Regions from separate parts of the Sus scrofa genome. Here regions 1 and 3 are each linked to region 2. The links are chromatin contacts, called in public HiChIP or PLAC-seq and promoter capture Hi-C maps. All regions are on one chromosome and are shown on one strand. The core of a region is the stretch at or near the end of the contact, and the rest is flanking DNA. Distances in the headings are between cores, read along the strand shown.

Region 1 (3,492 bases), core at 670-3,169, 220 kb after region 2:
ACTCTTTAAGAGCAGAGCTGTCTGGTTATCTGGCTGTCAGTCTCTAGATGAGTGGTAAACAATGGCCAGTAGTTATGAACATGAAATATTTGGGAAAGCATCCTTGGAATATGGGATACAAAGTGGGGACTGAGTCAGAGCCATGGTGGCTTGACAGTTCATGGAGGCAGAAGCAGATCTCACTGCTGAACAGGATTTCAGCAGCTAGAATGAACTGGGAGAACAGAACTGGGGCAGGGGTAGGAGGACAAGCCATCTTGGTGACAGAGTCCAGGAAAGAGACTTGCTTTGAAAGAAGAGTCGATTGGACGTTAATCTGCTATGAAGGTTTCTAGAGACAGTCCATAATAAGAAGCAGGGGGAGCAGTCCCTACGGTCAGCCAGGCCGGTCCTTGACATGGACACAGGTGTTAACAGTAGGGAGAATCCTGAATGATGCCTCTCAAAGCTTTACACAGGCCCGAGGCCAGTGGGATTGCCTACGTTTCTCGGCTATGCCAGGTTCATTGAGACCCTGATCCCCACCATGCTCTTTAGTAAACCACCAAAGTAAACTGTTTGCCTGGATAGGCACACCCAGCATTCTCTGCTAGTCACAGCCTTGAATCTCAGGTGAGATTCTAACTTACTATATGCCTATACAGATGCTGGTGCTTCCCTGATAGATCTCAGCGGCACAAAGTTCTCTGGTTTTAGACTCTCCCTTAGGAAAGTTGCCTCCACTGCTCCCTGGCCTATGCATTGGGGGTTGGACATCTGACAGGTAGTTTTTGGCTGCTTAGTATGAGTAGAGTTCAAATCTAAGAAAGAGAGACACATTCCCTTGTGTGTAATAAATGTCTCAGTTACTCAAATTGCAGTAGCCTAAGTACTCAGGTCCTAGGTGCAGGTCAGCTCAAGACTGTGCTTTGAGGTATTATCTGCAGCCTTGAATGCAGCTGCTCCCACACTGGGTGATTGCCTTCAGCTGGGGCCAGCATCAGGCCAATAACATGCAAGGACTTCAAAGACTAGCTAGAGCTCTGGCGAGAAAGGATAAGCCCCACAGCATTTCTTTAAGCATTCATGCAATGAGTATTGAATAGATGAAGTACTGATTCTGTCTACATTTGAGTAATTCCAACATGGGTTTATTTCCTAAAATAACTCATCTTCAGACTCAAAGAATTACTTCTTGTTTTGAATTAAGTCTGTCTTTCATTTAACTTCCATTCCCTTGTCCTACAAATATCTCTTGGGGCCATATTAATTCTATCCATTCTTTCAAATGAAGACAGCTGTTAACATTCCTGAGTCATCTTCCTTTCCTCCTCCTCATCTGGTGACTGACCTCTGAGTACGCCCCAATACATCTATTTGCCTTTTAAAAGCATGGCATAAGAATTCAACTCTGGGTATTGTATGATGGGTATCAAGTACAATGAGATTATCACTCCTTACAGATGGTGTGCTTTTTCATCGTCCTTATCACATCAGAAATTTAATTGGTTAGCTACGTTTGCTAAAATCTCACCTGCTTTTCCACTCTTCTCTCGTCTGTAATTATGCAGTTGTTTGTGGAGCTAAGTATAAATTGTAACATCTAAAACACATTATAGTCTAACCCGTTATAATAATTGTTACTAATAACTTCATCTTATTAGCTACGACCATTATAAAATAGAATTGCCACTTTAAAAAGATGTTAGTTCAGGCCCTGCCTCCTTTAGCCTCAGAAATGGAAATGCTACCTTGCATTACATCTTTTTTGGGTTTTGTTTTTGGTTTTGTTTTTAATTTTCAGACCACGTTATTGTGTCCCGCCCCTTTTAGGCAGGACAAGTCTAATTAAGCCCCGCCCCAAGAACGGCCCTTTCCCTGGCCCCGCCCCCAGGCGCTCAGCTCCTAGACGCCCGCCCAATCCTAGCCGAGGCGGGAAGCGCTGTATGTAGCTGCTGATTGGCTGGCTGCGGCGCAGCTTGATGGCGTCGGGCTGGCGAGCCAAGGGTCTGGTGGTGGCCCCCGGGCGACTGCCGCCTGTGTGAGGGGCCGGCGGCCCGAGCGTGCTGGGGCCTCGGGGAGTGGAAGCGGAAGCACTAGCCCTCCTTACACTTCGCCATGAGTTTCCTAATTGACTCCAGCATCATGATTACCTCCCAGGTGAGCTACTGCGTCCCGCCCCGGGACTCCTCAGTCTCCCTGTCTCTCGGCGTCTTCTTTGGGCCTCAGAGATGCAGGCTGGCCCGGCATCTCGCTCTTCTCGCTCGCAGCCTGTGTCCGCTTCTCTGGTGCCTGGAGCTCGGGAGGGTGTGGGATTTGCTGCGGCCGGTTCCCTGCGCCCTCCCTGTCAGGAGGCATCTGGCGGCCGCCCGCGCCCCAACCCAGTCTCTATTACTCCCCCCAGCCCCACCCCAGCTTTCCTGGCCACTGTTGGGAGGGGTCAGGTGGCCTTAGCGCTCAGAGTCAGTGCCACAGGAAGGGAGCGGTCCCCAAAGTGCCCTGAAGCTCTGGATTGCGCAGCTGACCAGTGTATCAGGGAAGAGTGTGTTTCCGTGCGCGTCTCGCCAATCGGGGCTGGCTCCTGGGGACACGTGGAGGCGTTGCTGGTTAGTTGTCAAATACTGAATCCGGGTGCGGAGGAATTTACCACTCTCACGTCAGAGATTTTTTAAGTATCAAGTTTTGTTTGTACTTATCTTCTGTTTGCTGCCCAAGCTTTTAGGGCAGCAACCCTAAAGGAGGGTCTTTTTCTGAGCCTCTTTCCTTCCCGATTGTCCACCTTCATTCAGTGATACAGTCAGCAAACTTTTATTGATCATTATATAAAGTTCTGAGGATACGAACAAATAAGACATTTGACTGTCTCTGCTTTATAAAAGACTCTTGGTTTTACTGTGTCATTAGTTGAGTTACTCTTTTTTTTTTTAAACAGCACTTATCACAACACTGATATCATTTATGTATTTACTTATGAGCTTATTTTTTGAGATCTTGGCTTGTTCATAGCGCCATCTTCACCTCCAAATGCAAGCATTATTTTTTGGCCAACTGTTAAAATTTGTAGAAGCTCATACTACTAAATTAGTGATTTTCCCACCCCACCCCCTCATTTTTCTAGTAATTTAAAGTATTTTTAAACTTTTTAAAATTTTCCTGTCACCATTGCACCTTGCGGCAAATGGAAGCTCTCAGGCTAAGTAAGGGTCTAACTGGAGCTGCAGCTGCTGGCCCATTCCATAGCCTCAGTAAGGCAGAATGAGCCGCATATGCGACCTACACCAGAGCTTGCTGGAACACTGGTTAACTCACTGAAGAGGCCAGGGATGGAACCCTTCTCACCGACAGCATGTCAGGTTCTTAACCCCTGCTGACCACAGCGGGAACTCCTAAAGCAATTTTTCTTAATTGTTCTTTTTTTTTTTTTTTTCTTCCAAGTGGCACATAACAGAAACTTCTTTTGGGGGATTTAAAAGTAAATTAATTCCTTGGGGGTTTTATTCTGTTTATGTATTG
Region 2 (3,358 bases), core at 573-3,072:
TAGAAACCTGATAATAGAATAAAGTGCAGACCAAAATTTATTTATGTACATGGGAAGTGCTGTAGAGGTCTGATTTCATGTGCAGCCAGCTTTAAAAATTGGATTTTTGGTTGTACAATGGGAGGACACAACTCTAAGGGTTTCTTAAAGCAACTATCATCATGAGTATATCCAATATTACGTCTGGATATCTTGTTGAACTTGCCCCAACATCAACCTGGAGAAGCAACAAAGCAAAAACACCTCACAGGTAAGTTTGACACCTAGATGCCTGGGGATTTCAGATTGCCTATTTATCTTCAATAGGAAGACAATTATTTAACTCCAGGCCTGCTGCTATGAAAGGCCAAGAGATCTTTACTGGCTTTCCCCAAGAATCAAATCCAGAAAACATAATCATCTTAAAAACAATTTGTGTTTTAATCATAATTATCCTGACCAAAATCAGGCACATTTCAAAACAAAGCCACAAGACTAATACTTTTTAATTTTTTTTCTACCTCTGATTCCTTGTACAATAGATTTAGAAGCCCAAAATGAGCCTCAAGATACAGCACTTGTTACCGAAGAACCTGATTCAAGGGATCGCAAATGGTCTCCAGCAAACCCTGAGAGAAGGCTGAAGTAAAATCTATTCCCAAAGATATTAACCTCTGTTATCCACTCTTATTTCAGTTAGGGTTGTTCCTGTCACAAAGTTCCTTGCAACTCACTCTCTGACAAATTGTCAAAATGGTCACACAAGTCACTTGTACTCAAGTTCACGCAAATACTTATTAGAATGCAGAATCTCAGGCCCTATCCAGCACCTGCTGAATCAGAATCTGCATTTTAACAAGATTCCTAGGCGATTTATACACACTTCAGGAGGCTGTGCTATACATCACAGCCATCAGGGACATAACTTTAAGTTCCCAGGACTGCCCTACAATCAGAGGGCCCCAGAGGGCTGGGGACAGAGGGCACCAGCACCTTTGTTCAAACTATCTTCCGTTCATCTGGACCCAGTCCGAACCCCCGCTGCATGAGAATAAAATTCCAAAAGCTCGTGTTGGGGCGAAGTGCCTGGCCCGCCACGGCTTGGCCACACAGTCCTTGCCTCCATCAGCCCCGCCGATTTCTCACCTGCTCCTCCTGCGGGAGCGGCTTGAGAGGACTCCGCGCCCCGTGTCGAAACACGACTTGCACCATTTTCAGCTCCAGCAAGCTTTGGTCGACTGCCTTTTGGTCGTCCGCCCCCCGCAGCTCGGCCAGGGCCACCCGCCGCTGGTGGAGACAATGTACCAGCGACGTGAAGACGCCCACTGGGGCCCACAGGCGCACCCTGAAGAGACCGGAGATCATGGTGGAATCCCCTGGGTTGCCCTCCCGGGTGAGGGTGCAGAAAGCGAACGCAAGTCTTCCGCGGGCGACGGGGCTCAGCGGCCTCCCCCAAGTTCCCGGGAGTCGGCGGGAGAGCACATCCGCCCACCCCCGACACCAATCTGAGACCGCTGAGACTCCCAGCCCTGAAGGGGACCCCGAGTGGGAGAGTGGAGTAAGAAGAGGAGCTGTGAGCAGCGAAGACTCCCCGGGAATTTTAACCCGGGTCGGGCTTGGCCGCTGCTGCCGCAAAATGGACAGGCGGGAGCTTAGCTCATCTTTCGCCCTTAAACTTGTATTGCAAGTTTGGCGTCTAGTATTCTTTAAATGACAGGAACCAGCCGTGAGTTCCTCGACTGCAGTGACTCCACTTTTCTATAAGCTTCCACTCGTTATCTCACCCACTCAGGAACCTGCCCCAAGTGGACCCGCGCCGAGGAGCACGGGAAACGAGTCCCGCGGTGACGTCTGTCCGGGGGCTCTGAGTTCCTAGAACTACAACTCCCACAAGGCTGCGCGCCGCGGGCCCTCCCTGGGAGGTATTTTCCTCCGCATTGGGCAGAAGGCCTCGCCCCTGAAGCCGGCTCGTTGGAACTCTCCAGGACTAGGTTTTCAGTGTGTGGGAGTGAATCCGCGAGTTTGTCGGGCAATTAGGGTAGGAAAACGTGAAGATGGGTAGGATTGGGTAGTGGAAAGGATCTATTTTTGAGCCTAGGGAGTGTAGAAGACTTCCTTGTAGTCTTGGAAGTTGGGGTTCCTGAGTTAACGAGACAAGACACCTACTTATATTTGCAAAGGGCGACACTAGGCGCTTTATATATAATTTTCATTTACTGTCTTTTTTTTTTTTTTTTTTTCTTTTCAGGGCCGTAGTCACGGCATATGGAAGTTTCAGGCTAGGGGTCTAATTGGAGCTGTATCTGCCCACCTAAGCCACAGCCACAGCCACGCAGGATCCTAGCCGCACCTGTGACCTACACCACAGCTCAAGGCAACACAGGATCCTTAACCCACTGAGTGAGGCCAGGGATGGAACTTGCATCCTCATGGATAACAGTCAGGTTCTTAATCTCTGAGCCACAGCAGGAACTTCCCCCCTCCTTCTATGTTTAAAGAGGCTTAAATCTTTGCCAACCTATAGAACTTCAAGCTCACTGATGTGTTTACTTACATCCAGAATATTTCTTGAGGAAAAAATCCAAGCCTTGCCTGCAGATGTCCCAGAGACTAAGCACCTTAGCTAACCTTAACCACTTGCCAGTATGGTTTTTCATGGATATACAGCTGCCCCAGGCCTTTGTTCCTGAACTTTCCAACAGGGCACAATCAAACCATCTGTGTCCATCTCAAGACAAAAGTCAAGTTGTGCGCCCTTTGTGGCGCAGTGGTTAACGAATCCGACTAAGAACCATGAGGTTGAGGGTTTGATCCCTGCCCTTGTTCAGTGGGTTAACGATCCAGCGTTGCCGTGAGCTGTGGTGAAGGTCGCAGACGCGGCTCGGATCCCGCGTTGCTGTGGCTCTGGTGTAGGCCGGTGGCTACAGCTCCGATTAGACCCCTAGCCTGGGAACCTCCATATGCCACGGGAGTGGCCCAAGAAATGGCAAAAAGACAAAAAAAAAAAAAAAAAAAAAAAATCGGAAGTGTCTGTTGTGGCTCAGCAGAAACACATCCAACTAGTATCCATGAGGATATGGGTTCCATCTCCAGCCTCGTTCAGTGGGTGGGGGAATCTGGCCTTTCAGTGAGCTATGGTGCAGGTCACAGACGTGGCTCAGATCCTGCGTGACTGTGGCTGTGACTATGGCTGTGGTGTAGGCCAGCAGCTGTGGCTCTGTTTGTATGCTGGGAACTTCCATATGCCTCAAGTGTGGCCCTAAAAAAAAAAAAAAAAATTCAACTGAGTAAATTTGAAGATTTAATTGGCTTAAACTCTTTGTAAGTTGGGTAGCATTCCTTCTTGCAACCAGAAGAGCACTAGGGAGAGTTGTACAAA
Region 3 (3,809 bases), core at 745-3,244, 200 kb after region 2:
TTTTTTTTTTTCTTTCCTTTTCTAGGGCTGCACCTGAGGCATATGGAAATTCCCAGGCTAGGCCTATACCACAGCCACAGCAATACAGGATCCAAGCTGCATCTGCGACCTACACCACAGCTCACAGCAATGCCAGAACCTTAATCTACTGAGCAAGGCCAGGGATCGAATCTGCATCCTCATGGATACTAGTCAGGTTTGTAACTCCCTGGGCCACAAAGGGAACTCCCAGTTTGATTTTTTTTTTTTTAATGTGCAAGTATTCATGCTGTATATTTGTAATTTTTTAATATGGACATGTGCCAAAGTGAATTCATCTATTTAGAAAATATTTGCAGCTATGTTGGTTTCTTAGAACAAACAAACAAACAAAACAATTTTAAATACCCAGGTGTGAACAGTTGGCACAAAGACCAGAAACCCCAAATGTTCTGAAAGGTCAGCTCTGTAGAATGGACATTCTTAATTAAAGGAGACAAGATGAGCAGCCAGAACAAACACAGGCTTTGGAGTCAAGCAGGTCTGGTTCCAGTCCTGGCCCTGTCCCCTTTCTTTTTGTGACCATGAGCAAATTACTTAGCCTCACTGGGGCTTGATAAAATAGAAAAGTACAAAGTTTTTTCTCCCCTTCTGATTAATGATATTACAGATGTAGGATGGGCTCATTTGGCATCTGAGAGACAGCAAGGAACTCAGAAGGGTGGTTTGCTTTCTGGATGGACCCAAAGAAATGTTTCAGGGGCCTCGTCTTGGGGTCAGAGTGTCAGGAAGTGCAGTGGGGTAGGGTTGGGGGAGGGCTGTTACATGAAAGTTCTGGGCACTGGGGCCAGGACGATCAATTCCGATAGCCCCCTCAAGCAGTATCAGAATCACCAGGAGGGCTTGTGAAGATGGTTTGTTGGTCTCCAATCCCAGAGTTCCTGATTCAGTGGGTCTAGGGTAGAGTTAGAGAGTTTGCATCCCAGGTGATGCTACAGGTTGGAAGAATCTCAGTTTAAGACCCACTGAGGAGTTTAAGACCCACTGAGAAGTTCCTGTTGTGGCTCAGCCATAAAGAGCCTGATTAGCATCCATGAGGATGCATGTTCAATCCCTGGCCTCACTCAGTGAGTTAAGGATCCAGCATTGTGATGAGCCTGGGTATAGGTGGCAGACGTGGCTCAGATCCACTGTGGCTGTGGCTGTGGTATAGGCCAGCAGCTGTAGCTCTGATTCAACCCCTAGCCTGGAACTTTCATGTGCCTCATGTGCGGCCCTAAAAAGCAAAAAAAAGAGGGGGGGGTCCCCACTGACCTAGAGCATCAGTGATTGCCCCCACCCCAGTGAAGTTAAGGCTGCAGCAGCCTCTCTCCCTGCTCCTCCTCTGGGATGTTGTCTCTGCAACCATGTCCCAGGCACCTAGAATGCCAGGACAATCCCTAGTCTCACCCCCAGCCAGTCAGCAGCCACTTTCAGTGGCCCGGGCTCCTCCCACCAAGGTGATGGGGTGGCTGAGGAGAACCCAAGACCTAGCAGGGAAAGGGGAAGCTGCAGGGGGCAGGTTGAGGGTCTGGCCCAGCCCTGGCCTGGGTCCTGCCTTCTGTGTATGCTCAGCACAAGGACGGGAAATGTGTCCCCCTTCTGCCTAAGCAGATTGGGAAAGATAACTTTGTTAGCAGGAGAAGCCCGGGCTGAGGGGTCGTGCTCTATAGAATTGGCACAATCTGCTCTCATGCATGAGCTGCTCAGTTCAATAGAGAGCCCAGCCTCGTCCTGACAACTCATCTGTGCGGGAAATCCTCTCCCCAATGAAAGTGCCCCCTGTTCCACCCTCCATCCCACCCCTTGCCCCTCAGGGCACAAGAGCCCTTGAACCCCAGCCAAAGGGCTGTGATGAAGAAGGATCTGTCTCACAGCCAAGTTGGCCAGGGAGGAGGGACAGAGAGAGGCATGGCTCCCTCCCCCCAACACCCTCCCCCAGCCTGCTCCAGGTGGTGCAAAGAGAAAAAAAGCAAGTATTGATCCCTGTGCATGTGAAGCAGGGACCCTTGACCTCTTTGCAGTCGTATCCAAACCTTCTTCCTGATGGTGGTAACAGCAATTGCTATTTACCAAGTGCTTGCCCAGTGCCGAATACCAGACTCGCTTTTACACACGTTGCTTTTTACTACTCTTTGCCATAGACATTGGTTCCCATTTTTTTCACAAGAAAAAAACAGAGGCAAAGACGAAGAAAGTCACTGATACAAGGACAGGCAGCTGGTTAGTGGTGACGCTGAGATAGTTTCATTCCAAAGCCTGGCCTCCCAGCCTTGCTGTTCAGTTTCCTACTAGGTGAAGACCCCGGCCCTAAGACCAGATCTGGGGGCTGGGAGCTGAGAGACCCTACGGTCCCCCGCTCCTTAAGCAGAAATCCATGCGCTAGACATCCCATCAGGATCTGTGCCTTCTCCATCTCTGTGTTCCCAGCACAGGGCCAGGCACACACTGACAGCTGAGCGAAAAGCATGTGGTGGAGAGGAAGGGGGTCCTGGGGGGGGGGGGCTCCCATGCTGGATTTTGAAAGACATGTGGGTGAACAAGCCATACATGGATAAACAATCAGAAGACAGAAATTACATTTCCTAACAGTTTCTGTCCTCGCCCCTCTTGTGTTCCAGCCCCTCTGGCCTCTTGCTGCTGCTGAGAGCCTTCGTTCTCCATCCTCACAGATGCATCCCTCACCTTCTTTAAAGTCTGCTCAAACCTCCCCCCTCACTGAGATCTGCATCCACACCACCTCCCCTCCACTGGCTCTCCCAGCCCCCCACCCCTGTCACATTTGTTCGTCTTTGGTAGCACTTATGACCTGCTAACCTACAGGAGGGTTCTCTGCATTATTGTATTTAACGAGCATTATCTGCCTCCCCCACAAATATTAGATCTGCCATGGCAGGGATCTCTGTCTTATTTACCGGTGTGTCCTAAACACCGTACAGGGTGGGAGCTTAACAAATACTTGTTGAATCGATCTCCGAACATTGTCTACTAAGTCAGAACCAGGCCCAAAACACTCAGGGAAGTGACCCAGTTCACCCACAAGCCCTGATCATGGGCTTTTCAGAACCTCGTTCCCCTTTCACACCTTAGCCGCGAGGAGAGAGAGATTTGAGTCCCCTAATTCCAGTCACTAGGACTGACTGAGGATGGCTGCTCAGGCCCCATGTAAGTGCCTGCCCTTCTACTCATGCCAGGGCTACCTGCTTCTCCCTAAAGAACCCTGCTCCGCACATGAGTCTATGCCCTGCACATGAAGACCCTGGAGCCTGGGAAATGCCTGGGCCTCAGAGCCACACCACACCATCAGAGTGCCGTTTCCATCCCAAGCCTTGGCGTCCTCATCTGTAAAATGAGGGGATTGGAGCCAATGATCTCTTCTGGTCTTTCTCAGTTCTAACACCCCCTAGGAAGAGGGGAGTGTATGACCTGGGCCAGGGCACACTTAGAAACAAGCCAATCCATGACCCTGGGGCACAAGACACAGCCACACTCAGAGCAAGAGGAGACATAGCAAACATGACCAGCATGTGAGCAGGGATTTACTGCATGGGTTAGATCAGTAGCCACCTCCACTATAAAAACTCCTGCTTTACAAGAGAGAAAGGCAGCTGTTGTCATCTCTACTTCACAGATGAGAACCTTGAGACTCAAGAGGCTAAGCAAACTGCCCACAAACAGGAAGAAAAGGAGCCACATCCAAAGTCAGGCCTACAGCCAACTACAAATTTTTGTACACACATAACTGCTTCACTGTTTCCAAAATGCACCTTGGTAAAAGTACACCACCATTA

The links. Promoter capture Hi-C pulls out the DNA fragments that hold promoters and counts their contacts. HiChIP or PLAC-seq counts read pairs in DNA pulled down with a chosen protein or histone mark.
Region 1: a contact with region 2 is called in an H3K27ac HiChIP or PLAC-seq map of alveolar macrophages. The contact joins the promoter of LOC100154179 here to the promoter of ACP6 in region 2. A contact is called at or near these places in 1 of 5 promoter capture datasets (fetal skeletal muscle) and 2 of 2 datasets of contacts at active chromatin or transcription factors (alveolar macrophages and skeletal muscle).
Region 3: a contact with region 2 is called in a promoter capture Hi-C map of fetal liver, with 3 times the contacts expected there. The contact joins the enhancer-like site here to the promoter of ACP6 in region 2. A contact is called at or near these places in 2 of 5 promoter capture datasets (fetal liver and fetal skeletal muscle), 1 of 47 Hi-C or Micro-C datasets (embryonic fibroblasts) and 1 of 2 datasets of contacts at active chromatin or transcription factors (skeletal muscle).

The regions. Positions count from the first base shown.
Region 1 is chr4:99,710,671-99,714,162 of Sscrofa11.1, reverse strand. It overlaps LOC100154179 (Golgi pH regulator), which reads left to right and starts at 1,919. Exons shown (of 14, transcript XM_003481473.4): 1 at 1,919-2,139. The coding sequence starts at 2,098.
Region 2 is chr4:99,928,807-99,932,164 of Sscrofa11.1, reverse strand. ACP6 (lysophosphatidic acid phosphatase type 6) reads right to left here and starts at 1,822. Exons shown (of 10, transcript XM_001928346.6): 1 at 1,126-1,822. The coding sequence starts at 1,344.
Region 3 is chr4:99,732,441-99,736,249 of Sscrofa11.1, reverse strand. No RefSeq gene overlaps it. Among named protein-coding and RNA genes, the nearest start is that of GJA8, 9.4 kb to the right of the region's middle. Within about 2 kb of position 1,994, at least 3 of the 83 cell types and tissues checked have an H3K27ac peak or open chromatin away from gene starts, as enhancers often do. A contact at or near this core is called in fetal liver, where this site is marked.